2 separate regions of the Canis lupus genome follow, and region 1 is linked to region 2. The links are chromatin contacts, called in public Hi-C maps. All regions are on one chromosome and are shown on one strand. The core of a region is the stretch at or near the end of the contact, and the rest is flanking DNA. Distances in the headings are between cores, read along the strand shown. Region 1 holds the start of LMLN (leishmanolysin-like peptidase). Region 2 holds the start of OSBPL11 (oxysterol-binding protein-related protein 11).

Evidence for each region. Hi-C and Micro-C count contacts between places; a contact is called where the count stands out from the background.
Region 1: a contact with region 2 is called in a Hi-C map of blood, with 3 times the contacts expected there. The contact joins the promoter of LMLN here to the promoter of OSBPL11 in region 2. A contact is called at or near these places in 2 of 9 Hi-C or Micro-C datasets (both in blood).

What each region holds. Positions count from the first base shown.
Region 1 is chr33:29,432,454-29,439,172 of UU_Cfam_GSD_1.0, forward strand. LMLN (leishmanolysin-like peptidase) reads right to left here and starts at 1,666. Exons shown (of 17, transcript XM_038583076.1): 1 at 1,440-1,666. The coding sequence starts at 1,658. It overlaps RPL35A (60S ribosomal protein L35a), which reads right to left. Exons shown (of 5, transcript XM_038583093.1): 4 at 5,838-5,982; 5 at 4,971-5,040. The coding sequence ends at 5,017.
Region 2 is chr33:29,279,537-29,286,392 of UU_Cfam_GSD_1.0, forward strand. It overlaps OSBPL11 (oxysterol-binding protein-related protein 11), which reads right to left and starts at 1,914. Exons shown (of 14, transcript XR_005383406.1): 1 at 1,633-1,914. LOC111093708 reads right to left here. Exons shown (of 4, transcript XR_005383412.1): 4 at 4,276-4,335.

The DNA.
Region 1 (6,719 bases), core at 416-2,915, 150 kb after region 2:
CTCCCTGGACAGCAAGTTATCGTCATCAGCTGTCTGGGCAGCAAGTTATGGTCATCAACTCCCTGGGTAGCAAGTTAATTGTCATCAGCTCCCTGGACAACAAGTTATCCTCATCAGCTCCCTGGACAGCAAGTTATCGTCATCAGCTGTCTGGGCAGCAAGTTATGGTCATCAACTCCCTGGGTAGCAAGTTAATTGTCATCAGCTCCCTGGGCAGCAAGTTATCGTCATCAGCTCCCTGGACAGCAAGTTATCGTCATCAGCTGTCTGGGCAGCAAGTTATGGTCATCAACTCCCTGGGTAGCAAGTTAATTGTCATCAGCTCCCTGGACAACAAGTTATCCTCATCAGCTCCCTGGTTAGCAAGTTATCACCATCAGCTCCCTGGACAGCAAGTTATCGTCATCAACTCCCTGGGCAGCAGGTTATCGTCATCAACTCCCTGGGCAGCAAGTTATCGTCATCAACTCCCTGGGCAAAAAGTTATGGTCATCAACTCCCTGGGCAGCAAGTTATCATCATCAACTTCCTGGGCAAAAAATTATGGTCATCAGCTCCCTGGGCAGCAAGTTATCGTCATCAGCTCCCTGGGCAGCAAGTTATCACCATCAGCTCCCTGGACAAGTAATCGTCATCAGCTCCCTAGACAAGTTGTCATCATCAACTCCCTGGACCCGCCAACTCTGGGCGCCGCCGCAGACCCCACGAGCCCGGACGGAGGGGCTGGGCCCGCGATGTGCCGTGGCGAGTCCCTCGCGCCATCCCGACGCCCCGCGAGACAGACCCACCGGGGCACCAGGGTCCGCACCGGCCGGCCGCCGCGCTGGCGGAGGGGGGCGGGGGGCGGCTTCCAACCATACCCGCGGCCGGGCCCGGAGGAAGCCCCGCAGGAGCACGGGCGCTCGCTCCCCGCAGCTGCAGCGGCCTCCGCTCGGGCTGCCGCCGGCCGCACCGTCCTCCGCCGCCTCCGCCAGGGCGCCTTCCGGGACAAGTAAGGGAAGACCACGGGCGTGACCCACGTTCCCGGGGGAGCAGCCCGCTCTAAGTCGTCCTCACTTCAAGAGCGGCCTGGTCCCCGCCTGCGGACGACCGCCAAAGACGGAGCGACCCGGGGCCAGCAGGCTGGGCTCCTCGGCGCGCGCTTGCCTCGGGAGCGCACTGGCCCTTTAAGAAACTTTCCGGCCGCCGCCGCCGCCGCCGCCGCCGCCGCCGCCGCCCAACTGGGCCGCGGGCCGACCCCGAGTCCCCAGCGACACCCGGGAGCGGCCGGGTCGCGGCCTCGTCGCGGCCTCGGGGCCCGAGGCAGCCCTCCAGGAGCGCAGCTTCCGGGCCGGCTTCGCGCTCCACTCCCCCCAACGTGTTCCGGCAGCTGCCTCCGCCTCGGCCGCGCCCGCTCACCCCACCCTCGCGGCGCCCGCCGCCGCCCCTCCGCGCCCTACCTCGGCCTCCGAGGGGACGTGGTGCCGGCAGGGAGGGGAACTGTGCAAGGAGACAGGGACAGACGTGGAGCTAGCCCAGAGGCCGCCCAACAGGAGTAGCACGCCTCGGGCCCACGAAGACCGGCGCCAGCGCCGCTGGCTAGGGCCGGGCCCCGCGCCGGAGGAACCGGCGACTCCCTCCCGCCCGGCCGCCATCTTCGGGCCGAGCGTCGTTACCATGGAGTGCGTGCGGTCTCCGCCCCGGCCCCGCCCCCCGGCGCCGGCCCCGCCTCCGCGGAAAGCCGGCCCTCGATTGGCCAGCATGGCCCACAGCGGGCGGGGTCAGAGCCGCGTCACGTCCGCCGCGTCTCCGGGCGAAGCCCGCCCCTACAGGCCGCCTAGCGGCACACGTGGGTTGGGCTGGAGACGACTGGGGGTGGGGTTGGAGGGACGTCACCTCGGATGGGCATCCGCTAGGTGCCGGGTGGCTTAAACTGCGGGGAATCGTAACGGTTTAGCCCTCTGTACGAAAGATGAGTGGAATTCTCACTTTTACTTTTTACCCTCAGTCACCAATTTTAGGCCCATTTCTTAACTAAAGTCATGTTATAAAATCAAAGTTTTCCTTTTCAACTCCATCCCTTAACTTCTATTAAAACAATTAGGGATGCTCGCCGGCTCAGTCAGTACGGCACACTCTTGATCATACACATTGGGTGTAGAGCCTACAACCCTGCAAAAAAACCAAGAATTGAAACTGCATTTAACCCAGGAACGGACCAGGTGGCTCCTTGACATTAAGGAAACTACCTTCAAACTAGGCCAGGAGTTAACTATAAAACATCGAATATTGAAAAGTTCCTCAGGCCCATTAAGCTAATAAAATTAGTGACTGGAAGCACTGAATTGGAACAGTTGTTTAACCAGAACTGAATACTATAAATTACTATATTAGGAACTGTGGGGATAGGAAAGAAAGGATAGCGCCAAGATTGCACTGTTCAGAGCTCCTGGGTAGGGCTCGGTCGGTTGAGTGTCCGACTTTGGCACCGGTGGTAATCCCAGGAGTGGTGACCCCAGGATCATGGGATGGAGTCCCACATGGGGCTCTCTGCTCATCGGGGAGTTGGCTTCCCCCTCTGCAGCTCCCCCCAGCTCATGCTCTCTCAAATCTCAAAAAAACATATTGTACAATTCATTGGTAAAAGATCATGTACTCAAATTCAAGGGTGGGCAGTCTACCAATTAAGGCTCATTACCTAAGAAGTCTATCATTCCACAACTAGTGGAAATTGGGATCCCAAGCCAAATTTATCACTTTCAGGATGTGCTTTTTCGACTACAAGACCACAAAGAAACTGAATTCTGAACACAAACCACCACCGGTCAACATCAAGCTTAGTTTTGACAGTAGTGTCATACTGGGGCTGTTTCATGACCCAGCCAATCAACTGCTAACCAAGCTCATTTCTCTGAAACAGGATTCTCCAATGGTACCTTTGGCTTCAGGACTCTCACCAAAACTCATGGCAAGAGAAATACATAAAGCACCCTCTCCCAAGTGCTGTACTAAATCAGCTGAAGAGGATGAATTTGTGTGCAAGGCTGTATTGCCTCTGCATTTACTCAAGTCATAAGGAGTCTCAGCCTTCTCTTCTCAAATGCCCACCACTTCCTGTTTATCTACCTCTATTACCCTACCATCATCCTACTCACTTAACTCCCACAAAGGTTACAGGCTTTATGAGCTTTCCTTCTCTCTATGACTAATTAGACCTAGATATCCATCTGCCTTCCTGGACCTGTTCACAACTGAGTATCCTAGTTTCCTCAAACTCACCAACATTCCCCCCCCCCCCCCCCAAGATCTCCAACTTTGTAAATGCACCATTACCTACCCTGCAAAGCTAGGAACATGTTATCTTTGAAGACTGCTCAATCGATTGGTCTTTAAATTCTCTTAATCCTTAGTACCATACACAAGACCGTGCATAATCTTAATTTTTCTATTTACTTTCCAATTGCCCACAATAGGTTTCAGATATACTACATAATCTAGTTGAAGATTTCGTCAAATGCCTTCTGGTTTCACATAAATCCTGAAGGCCAGTTTTTCTGAAATACCTCCCCAAACATTTCTTCCCTATTCTTGGCCACCCCAAGAGTACTGACACATCTTTGCAGCATCTGGGTGGCCTAGTTGGTTAAGCAGCCCACTTGATGGGGCAGTCCCGGTGGCGCAGTGGTTTGGCGCTGCCTGCAGCCTGGGGTGTGATCCTGGAGACCCAGGATCAGGTCCCACATCAGGCTCCCTGCATGGAGCCTGCTTCTCCCTCTGCCTGTGTCTCTGCCTGTGTCAATAAATAAAATCTTAAAAAAAAAAAAAAAAAGGCAGCCCATTTGATTTGGGTTCAGACCAAGGTCTTGGTCACGAGATCTGGCTCCAAACTCTCCATTTGTCCCTGCCGGACCCCCAACCTGTGCACTCTCAAAAAAAAGAAAAAAAAAAATACTGATACGTCTATTTAAATAGCACAACAAAATACTTGTAAATTGTTGTTTTTCAACAATTAAAATCGAGTAGCTCTGAAACTGGTACTTCCTGCCATTTACCAGATTTGTCAATGTCAATTTCCTTAGGGTTCTAGTGACTGTATCATGGCCATGAGAAAAACACGACTAATGCTGGACCAAGCTGCATCTAACCCACCCACCTCATTTGCCTTGAAGCCATTCTTCCTAAATCTGCCCAAATGGGTCTGGCACTACAAACACAAAGCTATTTCTGTGAAAGCAGATTTTTCCTTCCAACAGCAACTTTGGCTTGAGGGCCACCATCAGACTAAGCACACCTTTCTTAGAACTGCTGTATGCTACCCAATCCTTTCCTCTATCTCCTTCAAACATCCTTCTCACCTGCCCCCTACCACCCTATACATATTTAGCATGCTAATTGTTTCTTGGCATCTGCTTCTTAGAGAAGCTACCTATAACTAAAAAGGGGGCAGCACCTGGGTGGCTCAGTGGTTGAGTGTCTGCCTTTGGCTCAGGGTGTGATCGCGGGGTCCTGGGATGAGTCCTGCGTCAGGCTCCTCTGCTTATGTCTCTGCCTCTCTCATGAATAAATAAAATCTTAAAAGTGAGTTATAGATCCGTTTTGATGTGGAAACCTGGATGAATGTCATGGTATATATCTGTACTGGCTAATATTTCCGGCTTCTGTCCTTCCTGGAATATGTAGTCTCCATTTGCAAAAAAGCTTTTCAAAGAACATGATGTGCTCCATCACTTCAAACCTTCCAACACACTCCTTCCCACTGCTTCCAATCAAAGCTTGTTTCCTTCCCCCCATCATGTAAGAAAGGCCTTGTATTTAAGATACTCTATCCTCCCTATCCTCATTAAAACTCTCCTATTGTCTACATCTCTCTAATTGCCATTACATATAGCTCCCTGGCTTCCTCGTGCTCTGAAAATGCTGGATAACCACCACCATTTAAATACAGCAACCTGAATTTAGGAAAAAGAAAATGTTAAGCCATTTAACAAAAATACAAGAGAACAAATCTACACCTTTATTTATTTACTTTTCATAAGTTTAAATCCTTGAGGGGTACAGCATCTAGGAAGAAAATAAAGAAAACAGCATAATTAGATGGAGGTTACATACAAATCTATAAACGTTACTGAGTACAACAATGTGGATAAAACTTCCCATTGTTCCACTACTCATCTCTAAAAGGGAGAGAACCAAGTTCTTCTTGTATCTAGATAAACACATTTTAAGAACCAGTACCAGGAGCATTGAAAATCCATTTAACTTTGTTTCTTCCAGGGACAATGTAAAAACCTCCTGATGAAAAATTTCAATGGCTCGGCAGGGTTCAAAAGTACCCTAGGACCCCAAGAATATAGCCCTGTCTACTATAAATGAACGCTAACTAAGGAAAACAGTAACTATTTTAGAAAACCACAGGATCTAAACTCAAGGACTTGAGCCAAGTCATTGGACCTAGAAACATGAGCATCAGTTTTCTATTAAAAATAAGGCTAGTAACACCTACTGTAACAAGACTGTCATGATGAAGAGATGAGAATATCCTGAATTATGCCAGGAAGAGTGAATTTTTCTAATAATCACTTCTACGTCCAATAAATTGTTCATTTACATACTATCCCCCTCACCCAAGCTTTAGCAAAATCTGAAATCTAGGTACAATCCTTTTGAACACATTGCATTCACTTCTCCTTCTACTGCCATGAATCTGTTTCATAATATATCTACACAGTAGATGATTTTGAAGCACAACCCATTTAAAATGTGACATTTTAAAATCACATTAGTTTTTAGAGATCAGAGCCCAAACTCCTGAGCTTAGTTTGACTCAACAATTTCATACTGCTAATAATTGTACTTACCACACGGATTCTGTGGCCAATGGCTTTCGCAGGAAGGTTGCTTCGGAATTTGGCACGAACCATGCCGCTGTTTCCATGAGCACGAGTTACTTTTCCCCAGATTACTCTGGTTTTGTTTGGTTTGCCACCAGGAGTTACTGTGTTGCTGGTTTTAAAGGAGGATGAAAGAGGTATGAGAACCCAGGCAGCCAGTATAGTGTAACACAAATTCAAGGTGACTTCTAGTCAGTGGCTCACAACTGCAGTTAGCAACTAAGATATCAGAGAAACTAAAATACCTGGGGCATCATTCATTCAACAAAGATTTGAGTACCTATTGTATGCCAGACACTTATACAAATTAATTTTTTTAAGTCTGCAAAATACAAAATAGTAGTTTACAAAATAAGTCCCTTTCGGATAACCCAGTAGGTAAGTAAGATATATAGAATGTAAGATAGTAGCTGCAATATATTTTTTAAAAACACAGAAAGGCTGAAGGTATGGAGTAAATCCTAGCTGGGCTAAACGGTAGAAATAGGGAGCCCTGAACGACTAGGGTCCTAAAGCCTCCTTAATGACCCGTTTTTACTAAAGGCAGAGACAGTTGGAATCTGAGCAATATACAGATGATCTGAGTTATAATTTTAAAGTATTATTCTCGTTCCAGGAGGAATGGCGGGGGGGGGGGGGGGGTGAAAGCTATGTCCCCAGAGATTTTCACTGGTTTAATGAATTTAAGAATCAAGGCCCCAGACACATTTTTAAACACCTATACAACATAATTTCAAGAAAGCGACAAAGTGAATCAAGGTACACGAGATAACATAAGGAATCGGTTCCTTCCTTGAAACAGTCAATAGCTGAAATCTTTCTAAGTGCAGAGGATACCTAAATCCAACA
Region 2 (6,856 bases), core at 664-3,163:
GTCCCTCGGCTCACTGGTGCTCCTACACTCTTGCATGTGCATATGTGTGTGTGTGTGCTCTCTCTAAAATAAATCAATCCTTTAAAAATACGACGTAATGATATACGCCAGATGGATGCTCACTAGACTTACTGTGATCTTTCCAAAAACACATACAAATAGGCAATCATTATTTGTATGCCTGGATCTATTAAGTCACATGTCAAACAGATCTCAAAAAGATTCCGGATGGCTACATCCCCCTATACTTTACGCATCAAAAACAAAAATAAAACCACCTTTATTTCTCCCACTCTCTTGCCTATTCCTTCCAACACTTCTCTTTCGTGTTAACAACAACAACAAATCAACAAATGTAGAATTTGGGGGATCCCTGGGTGGCGCAGCGGTTTGGCGCCTGCCTTTGGCCCAGGGCGCGATCCTGGAGACCCGGGATCGAATCCCACGTCGGGCTCCCGGTGCATGGAGCCTGCTTCTCCCTCTGCCTATGTCTCTGCCTCTCTCTCACTGTGTGCCTATCATAAATAAATAAAATAAAATAAAAAATTTAAAAAAAAAATGTAGAATTTCTCAAGACACAGTTTGCAAATGGCCTGACCAACTCAAACTGAAACATCTCCAGGCTGGGTTAGAGTATGCTATTATGGGGGATCACTGGGTTAGAGCATGGTATTATGGGGGATCCCTGGGTGGCTCAGCGGTTTAGCACCGCCTGCAGCCCAGGGCGCGATCCTGGGGTATCCGGATCGAGTCCCGCGTCGGGCTCCTTGGGTGCAGCCTGCTTCTCCCTCTGCCTGTGTCTCTGCCTCCCCGCATCATGAATGAATGAATAAATGAATGAATGAATGAATGAATGAATCTTTAAAGAAAAAAAAAAAGAGTATGGTATTATTAGGGCATTGGCATCTGTACCTTTGCCCCATACTCAAATTATTTATGTCTGGTCTCCCCTTCTAAGTCAGAAACTGAGGGCAAGAATCTCTTCTTATTCAATAAGGACTCCGTTCAATCGCTGGACAAAGAAGCTGGGCGCACCTAGCACTTGCTAGCCTCGGGGGAGAGCCGAGTTAAGCAGCTCCGGCCCTTCACGGTCAAGCAGAAGGAGGCAGGCAGGCAGGCCTGGGGACAAATTACAACAGAGGCAAAAACAACAACAACAAAAAACAGAAGTGAGAACGGAGAAATTAAATCGGATGGGGGGGGGGGGTGGCTCAGCGGGTTGGTGCCTGCCTTCAGCCCAGGGCGTGATCCTCGAGTCCCAGGATCGAATCCTATGTCCGGCTCCTTGCACGGAGCCTGCTTCTCCCTCTTGCTTCTTTCTCTCCCTGTGTCTCTCGTGAATAAATAAATAAAATCTTAATCGGAGGAGGGACTGACTGTAGGGATGCAGAGGAAGGAAGTTCAAGGATCCGCTCGTGTGTTGTCCAAAAGGCCCTTCAACGAAATACCTGTTGAATGGACGCAGCAGTGAATGAGCTAAAGCCTTGCTAAGGAGAGAGGAGAGATCCCGGGCCCCAGGGAGGTGCAGACTCGTAGCTCCTGGAAGTCGGTGGTGGCTTCCCCGGTCGGTACCTGCAGACCTGCACCCTCCCGGGGTGCGGGGGGGGCATCACCTTGCAGAAGGTGCCGTACCTGTACTGCCAGCCTTTGGCACTGCCGCCGCGGCTGCTGCTGCTGCTGCTGCTGCTGCCGCTGCCGCCGCCCGCCCCGCAGCTGCTGTTGCTGCTGTTCTTGTTGGGGGTCCCCGCCGCGGCCGCCGCCAGGCCCTCCAGCTTCCCCTCGCTCTCCGAGACTTTCAGCGCCGACACGGGCTCGCCGCCCTGCATCTTCGCTCCCGGGGCCGACCCAGCCGAGCGGCGTCCGGACGGGGGCGGGTTTAGGGTCTGCGCGCCGGGGGGAGGGGGGTCCAGGGGCTGAGTTAGCGGAGGGTCATCGGACGCGGCGGGAAGGGGCCCGGCAGCAGCGGGGGGAGCACGAGGACAGGGGGGAGGCGGCGGGGGCAGCCGGGAGGCCCGGGCGGAGGGCGCGGCCTCACCTCTTCCCCGGCGGGGCCGTCCCGCCGGCTCCACGGTTCCCGGAGCGGCGGCCGCGGGGCAGGGCCCGGGAAGGAGGCCGCCGGGGGCGGGACGCCGGCTCCCAGGGCCGCTCTGCCCCCGCCCGCGGCGCGCCTCTCGGGCCCACGTGCTCCGACGGCCCCGGCCCGGCACCTCGACCCGGGCTCCCAGGAGCCGGCGAGTCCGTTACCCTCTCTCCGGGCCCCGAGCGTGGGCGCCACAACCGCGGCCGCCGCCCCACCCACGGCCCCGCGGCGGGTCACCCGCCCGCCCACCTGCCTTCCCTTCCGGAGCAGTGTGAGCTCACTTCCGCCCGGAGCAGAAGCGCCGGGCGCCATCTTGGCGCAGGGCACGCGGCCCTGAAGGGGGCGGAGCCTCGGGGCGGTGGTGCCAGGGCGGTTGCCCCGGAAGAAGGGAAAGGGCAGAGGGGGCAAGGCGGTGGGAGACTTCCGGCCTTCCTGGCTGGGCCCTGTCTGGCATTTTAGAAAGCCGGCTTAGAAAAATAATGTCATAAGTAAATAAAATAATTAATAAATAAATGAATAAATAAATAAATAAAAATAAATTTCTATAAGAAATTACAGCCCCTCCAAGGAAACCATTTGAGGGCCCCTTCCAGGCATTTTAGAAAGCAGCCTTAGAAAAATAATGTCATAAATAAATAAAATAATAAATAAATAAATAAATAAATAAATAAATAAATATAAATTTCTATAAGAAATTACAGCCCCCCCCAAAAAAAATTTGAGGGCCCCTTCCAGGCATTTTAAAAAGCAGCCTTAGAAAAATAATGTCATAAATAACTAAAATAAGTAATTAATTAATTAATAATAAATAAATAAATAAATAAATTTCTATAAGAAATTACAACCCCCCCAAAAAAGGAAATTACCCAAAAACTCCTCTTCATTGTAGTAATTCTGCAAAACACACATGACATTGGAATGGGGCAAATCAGTATGGAAATCAGAACTCTCAAAAATCAAAGCTGGGTACTCTTTCTGACCCCAGACAACTCTTAAACTCTTTAGACTTTGTTTTTTGTGTGTCTGTAAAGAGTAATTGGTCTTGACAGGTGATTTTTTTTATATCCTAATTATAAATTCTAGTTTCAGAATTAATTATGAATTCTAGTTTCTAATAACATGATTTGTGACTTGAATGTGTATACAATCACTGTAAACATTGAATGTTTACAGTATGCAAAGCACTATGGAAAATGCAAAGAAGTATTAGTAAAAAAAGTAAAGTGGTAAAATAAATGCAGGTATAGAGACAATTAAAGCTATGAAGAAAATTATAGGAGATGATATAAGAAATGAGTGAGATGGGATGGAGAATCTACTTTAGAAGAAAAGTTGAGAAAAGTAGTCTATAAGGAGATAAAATTTAAGGTGAGAAATGAAGAAAGATGAGGGAGCTAAAAGAAAAGTAAACTTCATTTGTTCTGCTAAATGGGAGACCGGGCAGCATGGTGAGCAAGAGAAAGCTGCACAAAATGAGAGTGAAAAGGAAGGTAGAGAAATTTGGATTTTATTGTAAGTGCAAAGGAAAGTTAAAAGCTTTAATCAGAGAAGAGTTGTGATCTGATCTATGTTTTAAAAAGATCTCTCCAGTCTTTTCAAAAAATAGTGCTAGGTCAACTGGTTATCTATATAAAGAATCAAATTGGACCCCTACCTCAATATTACACAAAAACTAATTCAAAATGGATCAAAAGCATCAATATAAGAGCTGAAACTATAAAACTCTTAAAAGAAAAACAGAGGAGGAGGGCGGATTGGGGTGGGAGGGCAATAAAAAAAAATTTTTTTATTTAAAAAAATTTTTAAAGAAAAACAGAGGAGGAAATCTCCATGACCTAAAGTTAAGCAAAGTCTCTTAGATATGACATCAAACCATAAGAAACAAAAGAAAAAAGTAGCTAGATTAGGGTTCATAAAAATTAAAGCTTTTGGTGCTACAAACAATACCACTAAAAAAGTGAGAAAAAAGAAACAATCAGACAATAGGAAAAGAATATTTGTAAACCATATATCTGATAAGGAACTTATATTTACAATATGTAAAGCATTCTTAACAACTCATTAATAAGAAGATAAATAATTCTATTTAAAAATGGGCAATGGAGGGATCCCTGGGTGGCGCAGCGGTTTCGCGCCTGCCTTTGGCCCGGGGCGCGATCCTGGAGACGCGGGATCGAATCCCACGTCGGGCTCCTGGTGCATGGAGCCTGCTTCTCCCTCTGCCTGTGACTCTGCTTCTCTCTCTGTGTGTGTGACTATCATAAATAAATAAAAATTAAAAATAAAAATAAAATAAAAATGGGCAATGGAGCTGAATAGACCTTTCTTCAAAGATGATATACCAAAACTCAGTAAGTCTATTGAGAGAGTCTCAACATCATTATTCACCAAGGAAACACAGATCAAAACTACAATGAGGTGGTTCTTCACAACCAGTAGGATGGCTATAATAAAAAGGTAGACAATAACCAATGTTGATGAGGGATGTGGAGAAACTGGATTCCTCACACGCTCCTGGTGGAAATGTAAAATATGATATGTCCATACAATTGAACATTATTTGGTCATCAAGTGGAATGAAGTGCTGATGCATGCTACAACAAAGACTTTGAAAGCATTCCACTAAGTATCAGAAGCAAGACACAAAAAGCCACATGTTGTGCGATTTCATTTATATGAAATGTCCAGAATCAGCAAATCTGTAGAAGCAGAAAGTACATTAGTGGTTGATAGGGGCTGAGAGGGAGGAGGAATGGGAAACGACTATTATTAGGTATGGGAATTTTTGAGGAGTAATCAAAATGATTTAAAATTAGACACTTTTGGGGTGCCTGGCTGGCTCAGTCAGTAGAGCATGCAACTCTTCATCTTGGGATTGTGAGTTTGAACCCCATGTTGGATGTAGAAATTACTTTAAAATAAAATCTTATGAAATAAGACACTTGCAACGGTTGCATAATTTTGTGAATATACTAAAATCCACTTGATTATATATTTTAAATGGGTCAATTTAGGGTGCATGAATTGCATCAAAATAAAGTTCTTTTTTTGAAAAAAATTCTCTAGTTGCCATATAGTGGATTGATTTTTAGTGGGAGAAAAAGAGGAAGCAGGGAGACTCGTTAGGAGACTTTATAGAAAATGAAGTGAGAGTGATAATGGCTTGGATTAGGGTGATGGCAAAGGGGATAGGGAAGTAAGTGGATCCAAGCTGTATGGGTGTGGTAAATGTGCTGCCGAAGTGAGCACAGCTGTGCGGGTGTGGGATGACTATAGCACTGAAAGTCAGTTGACATTGAATTTGAAATAGTGCAGTAATATTCGTACAGACCTCTCAATGCCAGTCTGTTCTTCACAACTCCACTCCTGCCCCTTTGAGGGTTTTGTTGTTGTGGTGGTTGTTGTTTTTAGAGAGAAAATGTGTGGACAAGTGGGGGGAGGGGCAAAGGGAGAGGGAAAGAAAGAATCTCAAGCAGACTCCCCACTGAGCATGGGGCCTGATGTAGGGCTCCATCTCAGGACCCTGAGATCACGACCTGAGCCAACATCAAGAGTTGGACACTTAACTGACTGAGCCACCCAGGCGCCCCAAAAAAGTAAGTTAAGGCCAATTGTGCCCTTTTGAAAATCAGAACCCTTCAAAGACCTTTCATTATTTTTGAAATAAGTTCCAAACTCCTCTGTCCAGTAAGAAATGGTAATCACTATAGGATTTAGAGTTAATCGTTTTATAGTCTGATACTCTTTTTCTTTTTTTTTGTAGAAATCTAGTCGAAAAATTTTTTTTAAGATTTTATTTATTTATTTAAGAGAGAGAGAGAGAAAGCATGAGTTTGGGGGAGGAGAAGAGGGAGAGAGAGAAGCAGACTCCCAGATGAGCAGGGAGCCTAACATGGGGCTCAATCCCAGGACCCCAGGATCATGACTTGGACTGAAGGTAGGCGCTTAACCAGCTGATCCACTGAGGCACCCCTCTAGTCCAATTCTGATCAAGGTGAAGATCTCTATATAATCAATGAAGTCAGCCAGCTGTAAAAGTAAGCCACTCTAATCAATGATCATCCAGATTCCAATCAAGGAAAAGTATTGTGAATGTATACCTTCATTGGATCAATGGCTGGTGTGAAGAGGAACATGCTAAGCCAAGGACAAGAGACAACATGGAGTCTGGGAAAGTCTTCAGTTTTGGAGACCCAGGAACTATTTTGTCATTGCTCCCAGGGTGATTAAGATTTGGGGACTAGCTCATCTAACCAAATCCACAATAGATGACATGTAGCAACTGGAAAGACAAGTGTTAATAATGAAAAATGCAGTCCAGAGTGTTCAGGTTTGAGTATTTACACTTTTTGTGCAAGACACTCAACAGGATAAGCTAAATTTTTATCAGAAGTTTACATAATGTTCATGGAGTCAGAGTCAGGAAAGTTGATTGACAGATATTTTGTTTTTTAAAAGCAAAAACCTTTGCTGTACCAGAGGGTCTGAGTTTATTTCATTCAATGTCTAAAGAGAAAGGAGAGCATATGATTTGAACACAGAAGATAAGTGCACTTTTTTTGAAATCCTTCAAAAAAGGATGTGTTCATCTCTGTGAAGAGTTGAGTGTACATCCTTCACATGGAAAGAAGCTGCATAGCATAGTGATCAAGAACATTTTATTAACATTCAGCTTAAAAAGTTTTACACCCAGGGGCACCTGGATGGCTCAGTCAATTAATTGTCTGACTCTTGATCTCGTCTCAGGTCATGATCTCAGGGTGGTGAGATTGAGCC